2 separate regions of the Gossypium hirsutum genome follow, and region 2 is linked to region 1. A link is a contact called in public Hi-C data. All regions are on one chromosome and are shown on one strand. Each heading gives the region's core, a stretch centred on a gene start, on an enhancer-like site or on the middle of the called end of the contact. The rest is flanking DNA. Distances are from core to core; before and after follow the strand shown.

What was found. Hi-C and Micro-C count contacts between places; a contact is called where the count stands out from the background.
Region 2: a contact with region 1 is called in a Hi-C map of leaf, with 2.2 times the contacts expected there. The contact joins the promoter of LOC107951581 here to the promoter of LOC107951569 in region 1. A contact is called at or near these places in 2 of 34 Hi-C or Micro-C datasets (both in leaf).

What each region holds. Positions count from the first base shown.
Region 1 is chrA02:9,854,431-9,857,603 of Gossypium_hirsutum_v2.1, reverse strand. LOC107951569 reads left to right here and starts at 1,615. Exons shown (of 4, transcript XM_016886661.2): 1 at 1,615-1,957; 2 at 2,141-2,289; 3 at 2,979-3,051. The coding sequence starts at 1,847.
Region 2 is chrA02:10,220,614-10,223,786 of Gossypium_hirsutum_v2.1, reverse strand. LOC107951581 (mediator of RNA polymerase II transcription subunit 22b) reads right to left here and starts at 1,479. Exons shown (of 3, transcript XM_016886679.2): 1 at 1,133-1,479. The coding sequence starts at 1,279.

The DNA of each region.
Region 1 (3,173 bases), core at 366-2,865:
AAAAAATTATATGAATATATAATATATTAAATATTTAAATAGAATAATGTCTAAGGATTGACATAAGCCTAATAACTTTTAATTATAAACATTATAACATTTCATCTATATATAACTCAATTATTTATTTTTTAGAAATATAATTTTAATATTATATTTTTGTTTCACTTATATCGTGTGTGTAACCAAATCTAGTATGATTGAAAGATATGTTTTACATTCATGTTTGAGTTATATTAGATATGATTAGCTAGATATCCTAAATGTTAATTTTTAACTACTAATTTTTATATTTTATATCTCCACTCCTAATTATGAAAAGAATTATTACTAGTTGAAATCCATTAATTAATTAATTAGTGTCAGAATCCACAAAAATGATACAATTCATACTTAATGCTTAGGTGTACGACAAATATGTAACCAAATAGTCTTTCATACCGCATCAATAACATAAGTTAAAAATTATTGTTCTTCTCTTATTTATATTTTTCCACTTATAGTGGCGAGAAAAATTATTTTGACACTTCTTTTGATGATTATAATATGTTGTTGCATGTAAGGAATATAACATTTCTATTATGACAAATAAAATTTCATTAATAGCTTTACTCCATCATAAATAAGCATGAAATCAATTTGATTTTACTACCAGAGGAGTACATAAATAACATATATGTATGCTTAAAGATAAGTAGATCAATGTAAATATAATAAAAGAATAATTAATACATTTATACTTTGAATTTGATAACAATAACAAAAATATTTTTTTTAACATTAATTTATTATATTTATTCTTTTTTATGCAATACTTAAAATTATTCATTGTTTAATATATGCAATGATGTATTTTTAAAAATAATAGATTTAATAATAAATTTGACTACTAACGTTTATATATTTTGTCAAAAAAAAAGTACAAAAGTTAAAAGGCCAAAAAAAGCTCAAAAATAAAATTAGAACCATTTTGATAAAACGTATAAACGTTAATGACCAAATTTGTCATTAAATCAAAATAATATAACATGCTAAATTGATTCTACAAATATGGTTAAGGTTTCAGCGAAATAGAAACAAATTAACTAGTTGAACAAAATATTTACTTATTATTTACAATATAAAAAATAAAATTTTCAACATACAAAGAAACCAATTTTAAATTAATTACTATTACTAAATCTATTTAAATAATCAAAGCAAATTAATTGGAAGTCACTAGAAAGAGGTTACAATAATATGTAGATAATACTCAAGCAAATTTAATATAAAAATTAGATGTGTAAATTAAAACAAAATTAATGTAAGGCTATGAGATTAACTTGGACTCAAATATATATAATAAAAATATTTATCAAAGCTTTATTATTATTATTATTAAATTAGAGCTACGGTGGACATAGATTGTCAAAAATACGTTAAGTCTTTACACCATAGCACCAATAATTATTGATGATTGATAAGGAACTGATCCTTCACGTTAAATGGTGGTGTATAGTGCGACTTTTGTACTGCATTTGATTTGCTTCATAATCCTTCCCACCATACACAATACTTAAAAGCTAGTTGAGATTTAATGCTTTCACAGTTGTGCTATGTTATGAAATAAAGATAAAAAGAACAAAGAAATAAAAAGAAAACGTATGAACCATGTTTCTTCAAAAATCTATATTTATACGCCTGTAATTTACAAGATGGTTAGGCCTTGCTTATCAGTGCAAGCCCAAGATATCACACAAACAGCTACTTGTAAACAAAGGGAATCCAAAAGTCAGCCACTTGACTTGAGGAGTTGGCTACTGGCTATCATCAAAGGATATTTACAAGGCAAAGCAGTCACCTAGGAATGGATCTGTGGTTCTCATGTTTGGGGTGGGGTCTTCCCTTACCCTTCCTTTCTGACCTAACCAAACCTCATTTCTTCTCCATTCAACACCTTCAACACTCTCTCCTTCAGGTAATTTTCCTATTCTCATCCATGTTTTTTTGTTAAAAAAAAAAACACTAAAATTCCCAATCTTGTATTAGGATAGGGTTTGGGGTTTGCTTAATTTCACATTCCAGGTTCAAGAGATTGATAATCAAAGTAAAGGGTTTCAAATAATAGGCATTTTAACCCTTATTATTGTTGCATTTTTAGGTAATCAATCCTCCAAGGGCCAATTTATTTGTTTGTAAGGAGGTTTACATAAGGGTGCATGTGGGGGCTCCTAAATATTGGATTTATATGCTTTCCAGCTGCAATTTTCAAAACAACGGTGAAAAATTGTGGGATTGTCTTCCATACTGGTTATCATTTCTAAACCAATGCCTTCTAAATACTAAGTTCTTAGAGTGATTTTCGTTCCTAATTATCATGGAGCTTCTTGTTAAAGAATACAATGGAAATTCTATTGCTTAAAGTGCTTCAAAATGAATTGAAGTATCTTCCATGGCTTACCTAGCAGTTTGGAATTTTGACCTTTTTCTGGTGGACTGTCTATTTCAGTTGTTCTTTAGTACAATTTAACATGAAAGAATCCCTGGATGCTAACTTATAACAAAAAGTTCTATCAGTAGGATAATTTTAGTTACTATACAGTCAAAGTAGTGTATTCAATTGCTTGTTCTTCCTTCCTGCTGTACTTCTAAACCTAGTGGTTTTAAGGCAGCCTAAATTGAACTCTATGAAACTTAATATGATGTAGCCAGAAAAATTAGATTACTAAATACATAATCTGAATGTACAACGACTTTATATCACTTGAGGTATTTTGTGGTTTTAGTTAAATGGAGATCTAGCTGTTTTGAGTTCGCTGGGTTTTTCTGAACCTAATTGGATATAATATGTAAGATATCATAGTGCTAATTGCATATCTCGTGACATTCTTGTGCATAATTTAGCAGTATTGGTATGATTTTGAGTATGACCCTTCTCTCTAAATAGTTCCGACTTTGTTGGCTATTTTGTTTCATAGTAGTTCTCATTTCTCTGATAGTGCAGGGATGCTGGGAAAATCGTTAGCTTCGTCTTTGATGACATTGGATTCTGCGACTTCTTGTTTCTGTGTTGTAAGTTTCATCAATCTCACATCTCATCCTAGAAGTATGAGACATAGTGTATCATGGATGCTTTTCATTTTTATTATTGTTGGCCCTCTAGGCAAAGAGTACATTATAAAACTTATGAAAAA
Region 2 (3,173 bases), core at 230-2,729, 370 kb before region 1:
AGAGAAAGCTGATTTTAGCAAACTAGGAATTTACCAAGATAACCTCAATTATAAACTCAATTAAATAACTAAACTATCAAAACACTGATTCAATAGCTACAATAGATTCTCGTATTAGACAAAAGCATTTCCAAAGAGAATAATGCTTACTCAACTGAGCTACCAACAAGCCACAAAGTAGTTCCTAGACAAAAGCAACAACTAGCAAAACAAGATTAATCAAATGCAACTAACCAATTGTTCTAATTCAGTTGAACTTTCACCAGAAAGTCACAGTCTAACAAGCCAGGTTACAAGGAACACATCAGTTCACCATGGTAGACAGAATCTGTCTAGATTTGACATCAAAATAAACGACAGCTTCCACAAATGATTAATCAAGATCTTAATGCATCAAACAAAATGATGTGCTTTTAAATGATCAACACTAGTGTTTCCCACCTTAACCCTCACTCTCCATGACCACATTCACTGCATTAGTAGTTGAAATTGTTATCACCTACTTTTTAAAGAAAAGGAAGATGGAGCAGCCAGCAAATTATATTCCCATAGGAAGGAGTTAAATGATGACCAATTTAATACCATAGAAAAAAAAATAATAGGATTATAAAAAACCTTAACACTCAGTAGAACATGCACAAGGAACAACTTCATTCCAAGGAAAAAAAATATTATAAAACCAATCTAATGACAAAATCTTTTATCCAACAGATGTTCTATAAGTGATACTTTCACCAAATTCAGGTTCAATACCCAAGGTAACCTATTTTACACTAGCTCCCCCCAGAAACCTAAATTATTTTCTTCGGGTGTTACATAAATTCATTTCCAAATATACAAGAATCATCCATATTCAACTATAACACATTGTACAACCAAAAAAAGGGATATATCTTCACAAAATGGAATTTTGTAAATGAGTAAAAGTAAAAGCTTTCCAACATTTTACAGGGCAAATAAAGTGAAAGCTTATCCTAAAAGTGAAAAGGTTCCAATTTCCCACCTCTAACTTGTAAATTCAAAATCAGAAACGAAATGAAAAACCGGTTTAGGGGAGTTTAAGAATCTTGACATCAGACTCTTTAAACTCGAAGAATTTGTAGTAATTGCTTTGAAGTAAAGAGAGATTTACCCGGGCAACATTAACAAGCTGGGTGAAGTTGTCGACGATGACGGCGATGTCGGTTTCCACTCGCTGCATCATAGTTTTCTGCTTCTGTGCCGCCGCCGCTGCAGCCGCCGCCGTCGGTCCAGTTCCCACTCCCGTTCCTTTGTTCATTGCTGTAAAAAGCACACACACACACACACACACGCACAACAGAAGAGAGCGAGATTAAAGAAGAAGAGGATGGGTTACGGGAAACAAAATTGTGCAAAGTTGGATCAAAGTAAAATATGGGAGAGTAAGGGAAATTAAGGAAATTATTTTGGGATGTAGTACTAGTATATCAAATAAAAAGTTGGAAAAGAAAAGGCCACAGCCCAACTATTGAATGTCAAGCCCAAATACAACTTACGCCTCACTAATAAATCAATTGAGCCTTTACGAAAAATACCACCCAATTTAGTTTTGGGTGACTGCAGACTAATTAATTTTTTTTACTCACAGAGGACTCAATGAGCTGCACATTTTTCATAAGGGTTCAATTGGCTTTTTGATTTTTTTTTTTGAGGTTTTTCCTTTCTTTCAAGACCTTTTATTTTCTTGAAGGCCTTTAATTAGTTTTTTTAAACACGTTCTTTGGTAAATTATTTGATATATTAGTGATGGTGTTTTTTAATTTCACAACAACAATTGATATTTAATAAATTAAAAACTAGGTTAAAATATCAAATAAGCCCTTCAAAATAATTTAAAAAATCAATTAAACGCCTCATCAAAAATTACACCCAATTAAGCCTTTAGAATTCATTTTTTATTGAAGCTCCTAACAGTCATTTACTACTGACATAGCGGGTGGTGTGGTAGTTGACATGACAAGTTAACATGAAAAATGATGATTTAGAGAGCTTAATTAAATTTTTTTATCATTTTACGAGGGTTTAATTGAATTTTTTATTATTTTACTAAGGACTTAATTAATTATTTAAGTAAAAATTATTAAAATTCCTAGAAAAATTTAATTGTTAAAATATAAGCTATAAAACTCATAAAAAATATTAGAAATTTATAAATAATTATAAAAATTATAAATGTCTTTTACCCATCTTTAAATATAAAGAGTTGTAACTTTGAACCTATGTCATTTAGAGGAAAAGCTCATTTTATTTATATCTGAAATTTTATCACACATTTAGAATGTATGCGTTCGTTTAAAAATAAAATATAATAAATAATTAAACGTATAGTTTGAAACAAATTATAATAACACATGTAATATGTATTAAATTAAAATAAAAATAGTTTAAATTGCGAGTAATAAATAGGTAAATGTTTCATGTTAAGAATATTAAATGTAGTTCAATTGTTTATCATGGTATTATAAATTTTTTTAAGTCGGTATTGAGTTAACTTGTAACACCAATTTAATAAACGACATTATCAATATATACAAATTATGTTGGTGAAACAATTTGTGTAATAATATTGAAATGTATAAAAATATCAAAATCAAATGTTAGTTGAAGTGATAAAAAAAAGATTTTATAGATATTGGTGGAATGAATTTAAATCTCAATATACGCAAATTTGTAACTAATTTCAAGTATGTAAAAGTAGTTTAATAATTTTCCAATCAAATTGGTATCCAATATGCTCACGAAACCAACTCAACCATAAATTTAAATTTTAAACTCATATTTTTAATTTTTTTATAAAAAATTATATATAAGAAACTAATTTATTTTTTAATATTATGCTTAACCTATAATAATAAAACTAAATTTAATTATTATTATCTTAATTTTTACTCTTGAAATGAAAAGTTTATAGGAACTATTTTCTAAAAATATAATTTTATTTGGATTGAGATGATTTTCAAGTTAAAAATATTTTAAATATTATTTATTTTAAGTATTTTGAAAGAAAAGTTGACTTATTCAATTATATATTTCATAATGAAATAAGTGTAGTTACAATCTGGATGTTGATTTTTTTTTTATATTAACTATTTAATGGGTCAATTCTTGACCTATTTTAAAGGTTTTTTTTCCCCTAATGATTGGTCGCTATA